2 separate regions of the Sus scrofa genome follow, and region 2 is linked to region 1. The links are chromatin contacts, called in public Hi-C maps. All regions are on one chromosome and are shown on one strand. The core of a region is the stretch at or near the end of the contact, and the rest is flanking DNA. Distances in the headings are between cores, read along the strand shown. Region 1 overlaps SAE1 (SUMO-activating enzyme subunit 1). Region 2 has its middle 8.3 kb from the start of CCDC9.

Region 1 (6,473 bases), core at 645-3,144:
CTACACCACAGCCACAGCAATGCGGGATCCAAGCCTCGTCTGCGACCTACACCACAGCTCACGGCAATGCTGGATTCCTTAACCCACTGAGCAAGGCCAGGGATTGAACCCGCAACCTCATGGTTCCCAGTCGGATTCATTAACCACTGTGCCACAGCGGGAACTCCAAGATGATATACTTTTAAAGAAAGAAAGATCGCATAGAATATGGGTGAATTTTCTTTCTCTTTTCGGTCTTTTTTTGCCTTTTCCAGGGCCTCAGCTGCAGCATATGGAGGTTCCCAAGCTAGGGGTCGAATCAGAGCTGTAGCTACCAGCCTACACCAGAGCCATAGCAACTCGGGATCTGAGCCGAGTCTGTCACCTACACCATAGCTCATGGCGATGCCGGATCCTTAACCCACTGAGCAAAGCCAAGGATCAAACTCTCAACCTCATGGTTCCTAGTCGGATTCGTTAACCACTGAGCCACGACGCGAACTCCAGGTGAATTTTCTTTTTAGGAAAAATATTCCTGCATCTGATTATCTTTGTGTAGTTGAATTAGGAGTGGCTAGTTTCTCTTTGGTATAGTCCTCTATGTGTTTTATAGTTCTCTAATGGACCTTGATACGAGGGATGACGTTGCCTCTGTGGATGAACATCCTGGCCAGGGTATGAGGAGATGGGCACCCCCAAGCGCAGTTGATGGCAGTTAAATGGATCTAGCCTTTCCGGAGGGCATTTTGGGAGAATGTATCAGGACTCAGCAGTTCTGTATTTAGAAATTTGCTGTAAGGAGTTGTTTGGACACCTATTGCAGTATGTGTTATTTCAATGTTGAACAGCTTAACTATACATCAGGAGGTTTTAGAACACCACAAATCATAATTGCTCTACTGGATTTTAAATTATGTGTGTTTAGGAGTTCCCACTGTGGCTCAGCAGTAACAAACACAGCTAGCATCCATGAGGATGTGGGTTCGATCCCTGGCCTTGCTCAGTGGGTTGGGGATCTGGTGTGGTTGTGGTGTAGGCCAGCAGCTATAGCTCCAATTTGACCCCTAGCCTGGGAACTTCCATATGCCTCAAGTGCGGCCCTAAAAAGCAAAAAATTTAAAAAATAAAAAATAAAATAAAAAATAAAAAGGTCTAGGAGTTTTCTTGGTGGCACAGCAGCTTAAGGATCCAGCATTGTCACTGCAGCTACTTGGGTCACTGCTATGCCATGGATTCGATCACTGGCAGGGAACTTTTGCGTCCCCCCCTCCAAAATAAACAAAAGTTCTTTTAAAAAAAAATAAAAAATAAACTAAAAAGTCCAGAAGGATGTGTGGCAAACTGAGAAGATTGGAGGCGGTCTTCTGGAGGTAAGGTTCCATAGGGAAACTTACCCTTTAACTTGCCTGCACCCAGTTTCCTCACCTAAAAACCATCTTTGTGTTCAGGGGTGGGAACTGGCGAGGCATGCTTCCTCAGGAGAGGTGGTGGAAGGAAGCGTTTTGCTGTCCAGGATGGGTGACTTGGAGGGGCAGGTGGCAATATTAGCTAAAATTTGTCCTCTGGATGCCCCATCCTGGCCTAGAAGGGTTGGTATCTACGTGGGTAGTGAAGGCTTTTTTCTACTCCCGTGCTGTAATTTCAGGCCCTAACTTTCCCAGGCCTCGTGCATGTTAACACAGGCCTGCTCCTGACATTTGTCTGGGAATAACATACAGACCCCACTGCCCATTGTGGGTAAGGAGAGAATTGCGAGAATGTGACTGGGGCACTGAAACATCTGATATATTTAGGATGCACAAATATAGTCTTTCCTTTAACTTAAAAAAAAATGTTGTGAAACAGTTCTTGCTTGCCAAGGTTCAGAGGTCTTTCCCAGCCACCTACTAACCTCCTGGATCAGATTTCATTTTCACGCCTAGATGCCAGCATTGGTGTGGCTGTCTGGATTGACTCCTCCCGGTAGGAGATGTGTTCATTCAGGCTAGTCCACTACTGACCTTTCCCAAATGTCTCACCAGCCTTCCTGCTCCTCGGGGCTCCGTATCATTTGTCTTCTCTTTCAGGTACTGCTTCTCTGAGATGGCCCCAGTGTGTGCAGTGGTTGGAGGGATCCTGGCTCAGGAAATTGTGAAGGTAAAAGTCACTGTGGAATCAAAGACCATTGACCCACTGCACCATCCCCTTGTAGATGTGCCAGCAGAGAGAACCCAGGACTGTCTTAGCAAGCTGCCTGGCTTATCTGCCGTCACTCATCCTTTTTTCCTGCCCTCCCCATCCTCTTCCTTCCTTTTCCCACCCCATCCTATTCTCTCCAGCCCATCCAGCTGGGCATTCAGCAAATGACCTTCAAGTGCTTGCTTTGTGCTAAGCCCAGAGCCGGACAAGGTGCCTGGAAGGTGCTGTCTGCCAGCCCCTAACTCTACAGATTAGTTATCTGGTGCTTATAATATTTGCCAGGTATTCAGTTGCTTCTCACAGCTCTATGAAGTGGACACTGTCATGGTCCCCGTTCAAGGGGTAGACACTGAGGGCCAGAAAGGGACCCCAAAACCTCTGCTGCTCCACCTCTCCTTGATACAGTTTCTCTCGGTCCATGACCGTGGCGTCAGAGTGCCCTTGCTAATGCGCACGTCCGGGGCTTGTGTGGAGAGGGGGAGTCAATACCGGGTAGTGTTGTCCCCTCAGAAGGGAAGTGTTTTATCCGAGGTCATGCAACCAGTAATTAGCACAGCCTTTGGAGTCTTTTCTGGAACATTTGGGTTGCCAAACTGTAGCATACCCTGAAATAGATTTTACCTTTTTGGGGGGACCTGATATTTGCTCAAAGATGTTGAATTTGCCTTTTGCAAATTCTTGACTGCTTTAGTGGATTTGCAGTCATGGTTTTTCCTTTTCTTTGATGGAGCAGAGTCATGTCAGCTTAAATGATTTCCCCCTGTCTGTTTACATGTCAGGTTCGAGCTTAGGACGATTTAGAGACCAGCTCTTATTGCTTTGTCTGTAAATTTGCTCTGGAAGCACTTGACTCAACTTGATGATCCCACCGTCTTCTTCCTTTTTTTTCTTATTCTTTTGTCTCTCCTTGTGGCATATGGAGTTCCCAGGCCAGGGATCAGGGATCAGATCCGAGCCAAGCTGCGGTAACGCCAAAGCCTTTAAGCCACTGTGCTGGGCCAGGGATCGAACCTGGTGCTGCAGAGACCCGCTGATCCTGTGGTGCCCCTGCCGTCTTCTTAAGGCTCTTTTTCTCTCTCATTTCATTCTCTCTGGACAGAATCCTTTCCCTAAACCTAAGGCTGCCTATAGGGAGACCTGGCAGGAGAGAGTGCAGTGATGGATAAATGGGTGGGGGGGACATTACCGTTCTTTTTGTCTCTTGTAATGATGACAACAGTAGGTAACATTTATTGAGAGCCCATTATGTACCTACCCCCCGGAGACCGTGGATAGACTCATTTTATCCTCACAACACCCAAGAGATAGAAGCTGCTGTGATCCTTGTTGCATGAAGGAGGCACGGAGGCAGACAAGCAGTGGGGCTAGGGCTTGAGCCCACTCGGTCTGCTTTCAGAACCTGTGCATCACTTGGCCATCCGGCCTCCGGTGCCCTCCCTAGCACCACTGCTGTCCAGTGCTGTCTGCGTGGGCCTGGGGCCACTGTCCCTGCACCCTGGGCCTCCTCTACACATCCCATTGAGAAGCTGCTTCCTGAGGTGCTCACGTGGGATGGAGATTGGGGGTCGCGTAGGTCACCTTGACCCCATTGTTGGCAGCGGCCTCTCCACGTCTCAGTCACAGCCTCTGGTGCAGCCCCCTCCTTCCTGCCTGCCGGGCACAGCTGTCGCCCAGCATCTCGTTTCTGTTTATCCCGGATCCGGGTCGCCAGAGCACTCTGCATTCTTGGTTCTGGGCGTGTTTGGAATCTCCTCCTACCCCCATCCTGCTTGGGAAGCACTTTACCTTTGCCCATGTTCACCCCGTGCCCTGCTGCCTTGTCCCCGCCACTCCCCCCTACTTAGCACCGTTCCTGCTCCGGTAAAGTCCTGCCATCTGAGGGTGCAGATCTGCCCCTTCTCCCTGGCGGGACCATCTGACTACCCGTAACAAGGAAACTTCGGGAGATGGGGGAGACCCAAGCCTGTTCCTTTGGAATCATCAGTGTTTCCCTCCTTCCTTCTGTCATTCCAGATGCCACGTGGTCTCTCCACAGCCTCTGGCGTGTCTCCTTGCTTAGGTTTAATCGCCCTCTTCTCTCCCCACTGTCTTACTTGGTCTCCCTGCCTGCAGTGCTGGGGCGATGCTGACAGCAGCCGTGCAGGCACCCCATTAAAATGCTTTGTATCATCTCCAGGAACTTGGGGTCTCGGGTCTAGGAATTCTACCTGTGGTCCTTCCACCAGCTGAGTGCTTGTGGTCCTCAGATATTAGGGAAGGGCCCCTGGCAGCCTTTAGTAATAGTAGCTCCCATTTATTGAGAATTTACCATGTGGCTGGCACATTACAGGCTTGATCACATTTCATACTCATCAGGAGCCCCAGTGGACAGGTGCCGTTTATTTCCCATTTTATATATGAGCCCAGAGAAGCAAACCTCTGTCTCAGCCAAGCCCCCGGCCGGCAGGGACTTCAGAATCCTTAATACTTGACACAAAGTAGATGCTAAAAACATTTTCCTCAGAAGGACGGTTATTTCTGGAATAACCACTTGGAATAGGTATATTGTCTACATTTTTTGGGTGAGGAAGTGGATTGGGCTTGGTGCCCAGGTCAAGGAGGAGAGATTCCGGGTGTTTAGAGTGCATTCCCAACCTCGTGAGTGACAGCACGGTGCTCCCTGGAACCTCGAAACCTTGCCTGGCAGGTTGCATAGGTGATGTCCTCCTCTTTTTTTTTTTTTTTTTTTTTTTGTCTTTTTGTCTCTTTAGGACTGAACTCGTGGCATATGGAGGTTCCCAGGCTAGGGGTCAAATCAGAGCTACAGCTGCTAGCCTGCACCACAGCCACAGCCACATCAGAGCTGAGCCTCGTCTGCGACCTACACCACAGCCACAGCAATGCCGGATCTGAGCCGCGTCTGTGACCTACGCCACAGCAACGCCAGATCTGAGTCATGTCTGTGACCTACATGCAGATCCTTAACCCACTGAGCGAGGACAGGGATCAAACCCGCATCCTCCTGGGATGCTAGTCAGACCCGTTACTGCTGAGTGACAGCAGGAACGCCCATGTCCTCCTCTTGAAATGGGAACCCTTCTTGGGTTGCAACCTCTAAGAAAACTCACTGTCACCTATGGACCTTTTCCAAGTACACATGTGGTTCAGCGTGTAATTTCAGGGCCTCTGACTCCATCTCTGAGAGTGCTGTGAACTTCTGTTAACCCCACGAGATAATCTCCATCTCCATAGCTGAGTAGCATCTCTCAGCCCTCCAGATCCCCGCCTGGCCTGAGCTGTGGAGGCAGGCAGCTCGGCTCCTACGGAGGGCATCCCCCCAGGTGATGAAGACTGCGCCCCGAGACGTGTTGGAATGAATCACTGCCTTTCTCAGTGGAATAGTCATAAATAATGATTACAGCCGTTTGCAAGCGGCGCATTGCCATGTTGGGCCTTGTTTTAGATATTTGAGGTACAGCATCTCTTGTAATCCCTAGGATAAGACTGGTTATTTCCATTTTACATGGGGAAAGTAAAGGTCAGAGAGGCTAAGCCATCTGCTTGAGGACGCACAGCTGGTAAGGGACCATTCCAATCCCATGTTTCCAGACAGAGCCGAATCGCCCCTGGGGAGCAAAATCAACCTCTGTTGGGAACCACTGTTGCTTTTAGAAAGGTCTGGATTTCGAGGTTTATTCTCTCCTCTTCATTTTATCCCTTTTAAAGCACTTGAGCTGAACCCTGTTGTTTTTCTCCCCAGGCCCTGTCTCAGAGGGACCCTCCTCACAACAACTTTTTCTTCTTTGACGGCATGAAGGGGAGTGGGATTGTGGAGTGCCTCGGCCCCAAGTGAACCCCACACTTGGCGGCCCCAAAGATGCCAACTCGCAGCCCGCCCATACGGGGTCCCCGTCCCCTGTCCCCCGGCAAGGCATCTCCAAGCAGGGCAAATCGAGGTCCTTGAACCAGTATGAACCGTGTCCTGCGAGCAGGGAGGTCCTGCAGATGTGCCCCTTCTCAGCACCAGCAGCTGCCAAACAAGGGGCCTAGGTCCTGGCTGTCTCCCCGCCAGCCCCAGGCCTGCAGCTTGCCTGAGTGGCCAGCACCGGGAAGCCCCCTCTCAGGCCTCTCAGTCCTGGTGTCCTCCTGGCCCCACCAGCCCCCCAGGGATCGCTGGAGGTGCTGGCCGGGAGCCAGCTCACCTTGTTGCACTGGAGCCTCTTGCCACCTTCGTGGACTTAGTCCCCGCCTGCTATCGCACAGAGAAGAGCATGACTTCAGGTGGGGAGTAAGGCCCGGGACCCATGAAACACTCGTGGAACCACAGTTCCAAATGC
Region 2 (6,819 bases), core at 938-3,437, 34 kb after region 1:
GGTGTTGTGTGTCAGCAAGCTACGTTTGTCCCATAGCGCAGTCATGTGATTGTGTGTGGGCACACGATGTGATTGTGCGTCCTTGTGCTATTGTATGATGTTCAGGCATGTTGTGTGCGAATGTGGTAGTGTCCTTGTGTGCTTGTGTCCATGGGCTGTTTCGTGCAATGTGCTGGTGTGCATGGGTGAGGTGTTGTGTGTCCATGTGATTGTGTTTGCGTGACAGTGGGATTGCAGACGTGTTGGAGTGAGCTTGAATGTTTAGCGGAAAGGTCTGTGGACATGCTGTCTTACTGTTGTGTTAGAGTGGTTGTAAGCATCCGTGTAACATGGCATGTCAATGTGGTTGTGTCACTGTGGTTGTGTATGTGCAACACTATGATTGTGTGTGTCCCACCAACACACACACACAGTGCTGTGTGTGGGTGGGATTGTGTGTGTGCACAATGCTGCACGTCCATGGGATTTTCTGTGCCACTGTGTCGTGTTGCGTTGTGTGTGGTGGATATGTTGTGTGTCACTGTGATGGTGTGTGCCCATATGCTTTGCTGTGATCGGGGGAAGATGTGCGAGTGTGTCACAGGTATTGTACATCTGGACAATGCTGTGTATAGAGGGGTTGTGTATGTGACACTGTTATTGTATCTGAAGTGTGTGTCTGTGGGACTGCATGCTACTGAGAGTGTGCATCTGTACAGTGCTATGTGTTCTTGTGATTGTGTATGTCATTGTAATTGTGTGTCACTGTGATTATATTTGTCAGGGTGATGTTGGTGTCCATGGGACTGTATGTTCACGAGCCTGTGTGTGTCTGTGCAATGTTGTGTGTCACTGTGATTAAGTTGTGATTCTGTGTGTCACTGTGATAGCGTGAGTGTCAGGACCAACTGGCTGTGGGAATATGAGGTGTCACTGTGATTGTGTGTGTGTTACTGATATTGTGTGTTCCAGGAACAAAATCATGGAGATTGCCTGGGTCTGGGCAACAGTGGGTGTCAGTGTGGTTGTGTGTCGTTGTGATTGTGTGTCCGGGCTGTGCTGTGTGTCCTGGACCTACATCTGCGTCCTGAGATTTTGGGTCGGTGTGATGCTGTGGGTCTCTGCATGTTCCTGAGACCGTGTGTGTATGACACCGTGTGTGTCACTGTGATTGTGTGTGTGTGGGAAGGGGAAGGCGATGTTGCGTGTCCCTGGGACAGTGTAAGTGTGTGAGCCACTCTGACTGTGTGGCCGCGTGCTTCGCTGGGTGTCGGGGGAAGGTGCGTCTCCAGGCCTCCTGCCCGAGAACAGCGACGCTGCTTTCTGATTGGCTGCGGCCTCGCCAGTGAGAAGCTGCGGAATCCTGCGGTAACTTGGTAACTCGGTAACTCGGCCGCCGCCGCCGCCGCCGCCGCCGCCGCCGCCGCCACCGCCGCCGCCGCCGGGATGAGCCGATTGGGAGGGGCCCCGCCCACGTCCCGCAGGGCCCGCCCTGGCGGGCGACCGTAACCCCGAGTGCTCCTCCCCGCGCCCCCTCTTCCCACTGGCTTCCCCCCTACCTGTCTGTACGGTGGTCCTTGACTCCATCTCCCTCACCTCTGCCTCTGCCTCTGCTTCCCCGTCTCTACCACTCGCCACGACTCTCTCCGCCTCTGAGTCCCCCCTGTTTGTCTCTCCCTATCTCTGTGTCTCTGCCTGTCTCTTTCTCTTTTTGTCTGTTTCCCAGGTCCCAGCTCTGTCTCTCCAGCATCTCTCTCTCCTTGATCTCTCTCTCGCCCCATCTTTCTCTTCCTGTCTCCGTCTTTCCACCTTTGTCTCTCCAGAGACGTTCTCGGGCTGTCTCTCCTTTTCTCTGTCTCTCTCCCCCTCTCCTCTGTCTCAGTCTCCCCAACTTCGTCTTTCCCACGTCTCGTCTCTCTCTCTCTCTCTCTCTCTCTCTCTCTCTCTCCCTCCCTTCTCCACCCCGCCTCCCAACTCCCACAGCCAAGCTCAGAATTCACTTTTCATTCTGCGGAGAGCGCAGGGGACCTTTCGCTACTTCATCCTCGCCCCTTCCCAAAGGCCCAGGCTCCTGGCAGCAGGCCCCACGCGGGGCAGACCTCAGGAAGGACTTCCCGCCCTGGTTCAGCAGTGGAGTTTTATCGCTCCGGCCAGGCAGAGGCCGGGCGGCCCCGTGGCTTCCGGAGGCGCCCGGGCGGGATGAGCTCACTGCAAGTTGGCTTGGATTTCATCAGCTTCCTCTGCCGGAGTTGCCCCCGCTCCTCATCCCGCGCTGGCCGAGTCGGCGAATCCGCCGGGCTCTGCTGCCCCCGAGCGGCAAGAGGAGGTAGCGCAGGCGCCGTGTAAAAAATTCCACCTTTGCTGTTCACGATGTCACCAATTCATGAATGCTGCAAATACGAACCCATTTCAAACTCACGAGAGCCCCATGAGATAGAGACTATTTCAAATCCAATTTAAAACTGAGAAGCTGAAGTCGGAGACTTGAGGTCAGCCGCCTGAGGTGAATGGAGTCCTTTGGAGGCTGACGTGGGCAGAGAAGGGAAATGCTTGTAATCACCAAGATATCTGTGGTCATTTATTCTTATATTCTTATATTCATTCATTCATTCATTCATTCATTCATCAGAGATTCGAATCTCTGGGCCAGGAACTGTTGTAGGCATCGAGGACACAGCAGTGAACAAAACAAAAATCTCTGCCTTCCAGAGGCTGTTACTCTGGTCTGGGGGAGACAGATGCTGAATAATATAATTAACAATACAGAGTCTCAAAGTAGATAAAAGAAGCAGGGAAAGGGGCTCGAGAGTGTTGAGAGTGGTCTTAGTCACTAGGATGATCAAGGAAGGTGTTCCTGAGAAAGCGATGGTTGAGGACGTGCCCAGAGGGGGTGAGGCAGCGAAGAGCGCCCCAGACAGAGGGAAGGGCAGGTGCACCGGTCCTGAAGCCAGAATGGGCCTGTCCAGGAGAGTGGGTGCGGCTGGAAGGAAGTGAGCAAGGGGAGAGGGTTGGGAGGTGAATTCCAGTGCAGGATTAGATGATGGTGAGGATTTTACTACTTACTCTGAGTTGGGTGGGAGCCCCTGGAGAGCCCCTAAGCAGAGGACGCGCGTTCTTAAGCCGCCCTCTGGCGGCCAGGTGGAGTATAGACTGTGGGCGGAGAGAGCAGAGGGCTACCGTAATAACCCTGGTTGGTGGGTGGAGAGTGGACCAGAGTGGTTACTGTGGGATCAGGCTCATCGCGGAGCCTATGGGATTGGCTGAGGCACTGGGGGTGGATGTGTGGGAAAGAAAGGAGTTTAAGGGGTTCCCGGTTTTGACTTGAGCAGCTAAAAGGATAAAGGGGCCATGATGATGACAGCGGTAATAATAATAGCAGTTGTAATAACGCAGTTCTCACTTTCTGTTCACCTATTAGGTGCCAAGCTCTGTGCCAACGCAATGCTTTACACACCTGACCTCGTTAAATCCTTATGACTATCCTGAGAGGCACAGGTGGGTGATGTATGGTTCTGGATTTATTTTGAAAGTAGAAGAGTTCCGGAGTTCCCATCGTGGTGCAGCAGAAATGAATCCAACTAGGAACCATGAGGTTGCAGGTTCGTTCCCTGGCCTTGCTCAGTGGGTTAAAGAGCTGGCGTTGCTGTGAGGTGTGGTGTAGGTCACAGATGTGGCCCGGATCTGGCATTGCTGTGGTGTAGGCCGACATCTATAGCTCCAATTCGACCCCTAGCCTGGCAACCTCCATATGCTGTGGGTGCGGCCCTAAAAAGCAAAAAAGAAAGAAGGAAAAGAAAAAAGAAAGTAGAGGAGTTCCCATTGTGGCTCAGAGGGTTAGGAGCCTGACTAGTTCCATGAGGAGGCGGGTTTGATCCCTGGCCCTGCTCAGTGAGTTAAGGATCTGGCATTGCCTCGAGCTGTTCTGTAGGCCACAGATGCGGCTCAGATCCTGCTTGCTGTGGCTGTGGTGTAGGCCGGCAGCTACAGCTCCAATTCAACCCCTAGCCTGGGAACCTCCATATGATGTGGGCACGGTCCTAAGAAGAAAAAAAAAAGTAAGTCTACTACATGATTTGCTCAGTAGCTATTTGTGAATTTGATGGATAATCACAATAATAGCATACATATAGAGTGTGTGTCTGGCACTGTTCTCAGTGCTTTAATTGTATTATCTTATTTATTCCTCACAACCTGTTGTCACTAGTGCCATTTTACACCGGGGGAAAATGAGGCAAGCAAGATTAAGTACCTTGCCCAAGCACAATGAATAATTACAATAATGTATCACAGAGGTGACAGGGTAGGCTCTGGGAGTCAGAAAGCTCCCCCTGGTTTCAAATCCTGGCTGGACGCATGACTTTGGACAGCTCACCAGGACTCTGGGCTTTGCTCTCCTGCTTTGTACAATGGAAATTGCAAGAATACTCTTGGCACCAGGCTTTGGGAATGAGTTGATGAGGAACAAAAGTGAGCCCCAGAGGCAGAAAGTGCTCTTTAAATGCCAGTAAGACCCTTTAAGGGGTGGGGGCTACGGAGATAAGTGGGAACCTTAAAACAATCATGATAAAATAAATATTCATTCAGTCACCCCAGAGACCTACAAGGTTTGAGTCTTGTGAAGACTCCTCCAGGCAGGACCCCCGATTGACCTCTTGCCTCTTCTTGTCTGTACTTCGGATTGCCTTTCTCCATCTGGGACACCTCATGTTCAGCCGGCTTGGCCCCCATGTTTCACTCCGGTCTCTGATCAGATGTCACCTCCTCAGAGAAGCCTTCCAGGACCCTCTCACACTGCCTAATTTTGTTGGGCAACACTCCTTTTCCATATTTATTTGTTTAGCTACTTACTGTCTGTCTCCTTTTGGAGAAAGTGAGCTCCATGGCGGCATGAACATGCTTCCAGCATAGTTGTCTCTTCTAATCCCCATTTCACAGATTGAAAAACTGGAACAAGGCTCCCTAAGCAGGTTTTATGGTTAAAAGGACTATTCGTTGAACGAATGCATCTGGCTTCTAAAGCGGCAGTGGCGCGCCACACCGCCCCCTGGTGGCGAGTGGGAAACTCGCACCCGGAAAGTTGGCCTTCAGGGCAATCAAGTTTCCCCCAGCTGCTGGGGTAGCCTGAGATTCCGTGTGCAGTAATGCTGGAAATTAACTCCACTTCACATCAAGCACAAAGTACTTTTGTTGTTGTTGTCTTTTTGTCTTTTCTAGGGCCGCACCCGCGGCATATGGAGATTCCCAGGCTAGGGGTCGAACAACAGCTACAGCTGCCAGCCTACGCCAGAGCCACAGCAATGTGGGATCCAAGCCGCATCTGCAACCTGCACCACAGCTCACGGCAACGCCGGATGGTTAACCCACTGAGCAAGGGCAGGGACCGAACACGAAACCTCACGGTTCCTAGTCGGATTCGTTAACAACTGAGCCACGATAGAAACTCCTTTGTTTGTTTGTTTTTTATGAAATTGCCTATTTATTTATTTTTATTTTTTGTATAATGATTTTTATTTTTTTTCCCTTGTAGCTGGTTTACAGTGTTTGTTTTGGGGATTTTTTTTAGGGCCTCACCTGTGACATATGAAAGTTCCCAGGCTAGGAGTTGAATTGGAGCTGCAGCTGCCAGCTTCCACCACGGTCACAGCAAGGCCAGATCCAAGCCACTTCTGCCAGCCACGCTGAAGCTCAGGGCAACGCTGGATGCTTAACCCACTGAGTGGTGCCAGGGATCGAACCTGCATCCTCATGGATACTAGTTTGGTTCATTACCCACTGAGCTACAAGGGGAACTCCCACAAAATGTTATGTTAACAGAGGCAGACCTACCAAACTTTTGTAAGACCCACAAATCTCACATGTAAAGCTCCACATGAGTGCAAAGCACCCTGGGGTCGGAGGGAGAAGAAACAGAACATTGCAGGCCCCCTAGGACCTCCCCTCTGGGCCCCTCTTTGTCACCATCCCCTGGGAATCATCATCCTTAAATTCTTTTTCTTTTTTGACATGTTGAGTTCCCCTGGCCAGGGATTATGTCTGAGCTTCAGTTGCAACCCAAGCTGTGGCAATGCCAGATCCTAACCCACTGTGCCAGGCCAGGAATCAAATCCAACTTCCAGCTCTCCCAAGAGACCACCGATCCTGTACCGCCACAGCGGGAACTACTCATTACCCTGAATTCAAACAAGATATTAGTTCTGCCTCTTCTAGAACTTCATACACATGGAACTGTGCAGGAGTTCCCGTCGTGGCTCAGGGGAAATGAATCTGACTGGTATCCATGAGGATGCAGGTTTGATCCCTGGCCTCCCCTAGTGGGTTAAGGATCTGGTCTTGTCATGAGCCATGGTGTAGGTCGCAGACACAGCTCGGATCTGGCGTGGCTGTGGCTGTGGCCTAGGCCGGCAGCTGCAGCTCCGATTAGACCCTGAGCCTGAGAACCACCATATGCCTTGGGGGTGGCCCTTAAAAAAAAAAAAAAAAGACAAATGGGACTGTGCAGTACATGCTCCTGTGTGTTTGTCACTCCGCCTCATGTTTGTGAGATTCATCATGGTAGAGATGGCTAGTATTTCACTTTTGTGTAGTGTTCCTTGGTGTGAATATCCATACTGGTTTTTTTGCCACACCCTTGGCGTATAACTGAGCCACAGCAGTGACAATGCCAGATCCTTAACCTGCTGTGCCACCAGGGAACTCCACCCATTCCACTGCAGTTTGGGGTTGGATTAGGTTGCTTAGGGCGGCTATAAGAAAGTATCCCTGGGGAGTTCTGGTTATGGCTCAGCGGTAACAAACCCAACTCGTATCCATGAGGACATGGGTTGAATCCCTGGCCTGGCT

Evidence for each region. Hi-C and Micro-C count contacts between places; a contact is called where the count stands out from the background.
Region 2: a contact with region 1 is called in a Hi-C map of fetal liver, with 2.0 times the contacts expected there. The contact joins two enhancer-like sites. A contact is called at or near these places in 2 of 5 promoter capture datasets (fetal liver and liver), 15 of 47 Hi-C or Micro-C datasets (alveolar macrophages, blood, embryonic fibroblasts and 10 more) and 2 of 2 datasets of contacts at active chromatin or transcription factors (alveolar macrophages and skeletal muscle).

The regions. Positions count from the first base shown.
Region 1 is chr6:53,020,212-53,026,684 of Sscrofa11.1, forward strand. It overlaps SAE1 (SUMO-activating enzyme subunit 1), which reads left to right. Exons shown (of 9, transcript XM_003127243.4): 8 at 2,046-2,115; 9 at 5,897-6,473. The coding sequence ends at 5,989. Among named protein-coding and RNA genes, the nearest start is that of BBC3, 23 kb to the right of the region's middle. Within about 2 kb of position 1,895, at least 2 of the 83 cell types and tissues checked have an H3K27ac peak or open chromatin away from gene starts, as enhancers often do. A contact at or near this core is called in fetal liver, where this site is marked.
Region 2 is chr6:53,053,419-53,060,237 of Sscrofa11.1, forward strand. No RefSeq gene overlaps it. Among named protein-coding and RNA genes, the nearest start is that of CCDC9, 8.3 kb to the right of the region's middle. Within about 2 kb of position 2,188, at least 52 of the 83 cell types and tissues checked have an H3K27ac peak or open chromatin away from gene starts, as enhancers often do. A contact at or near this core is called in fetal liver, where this site is marked.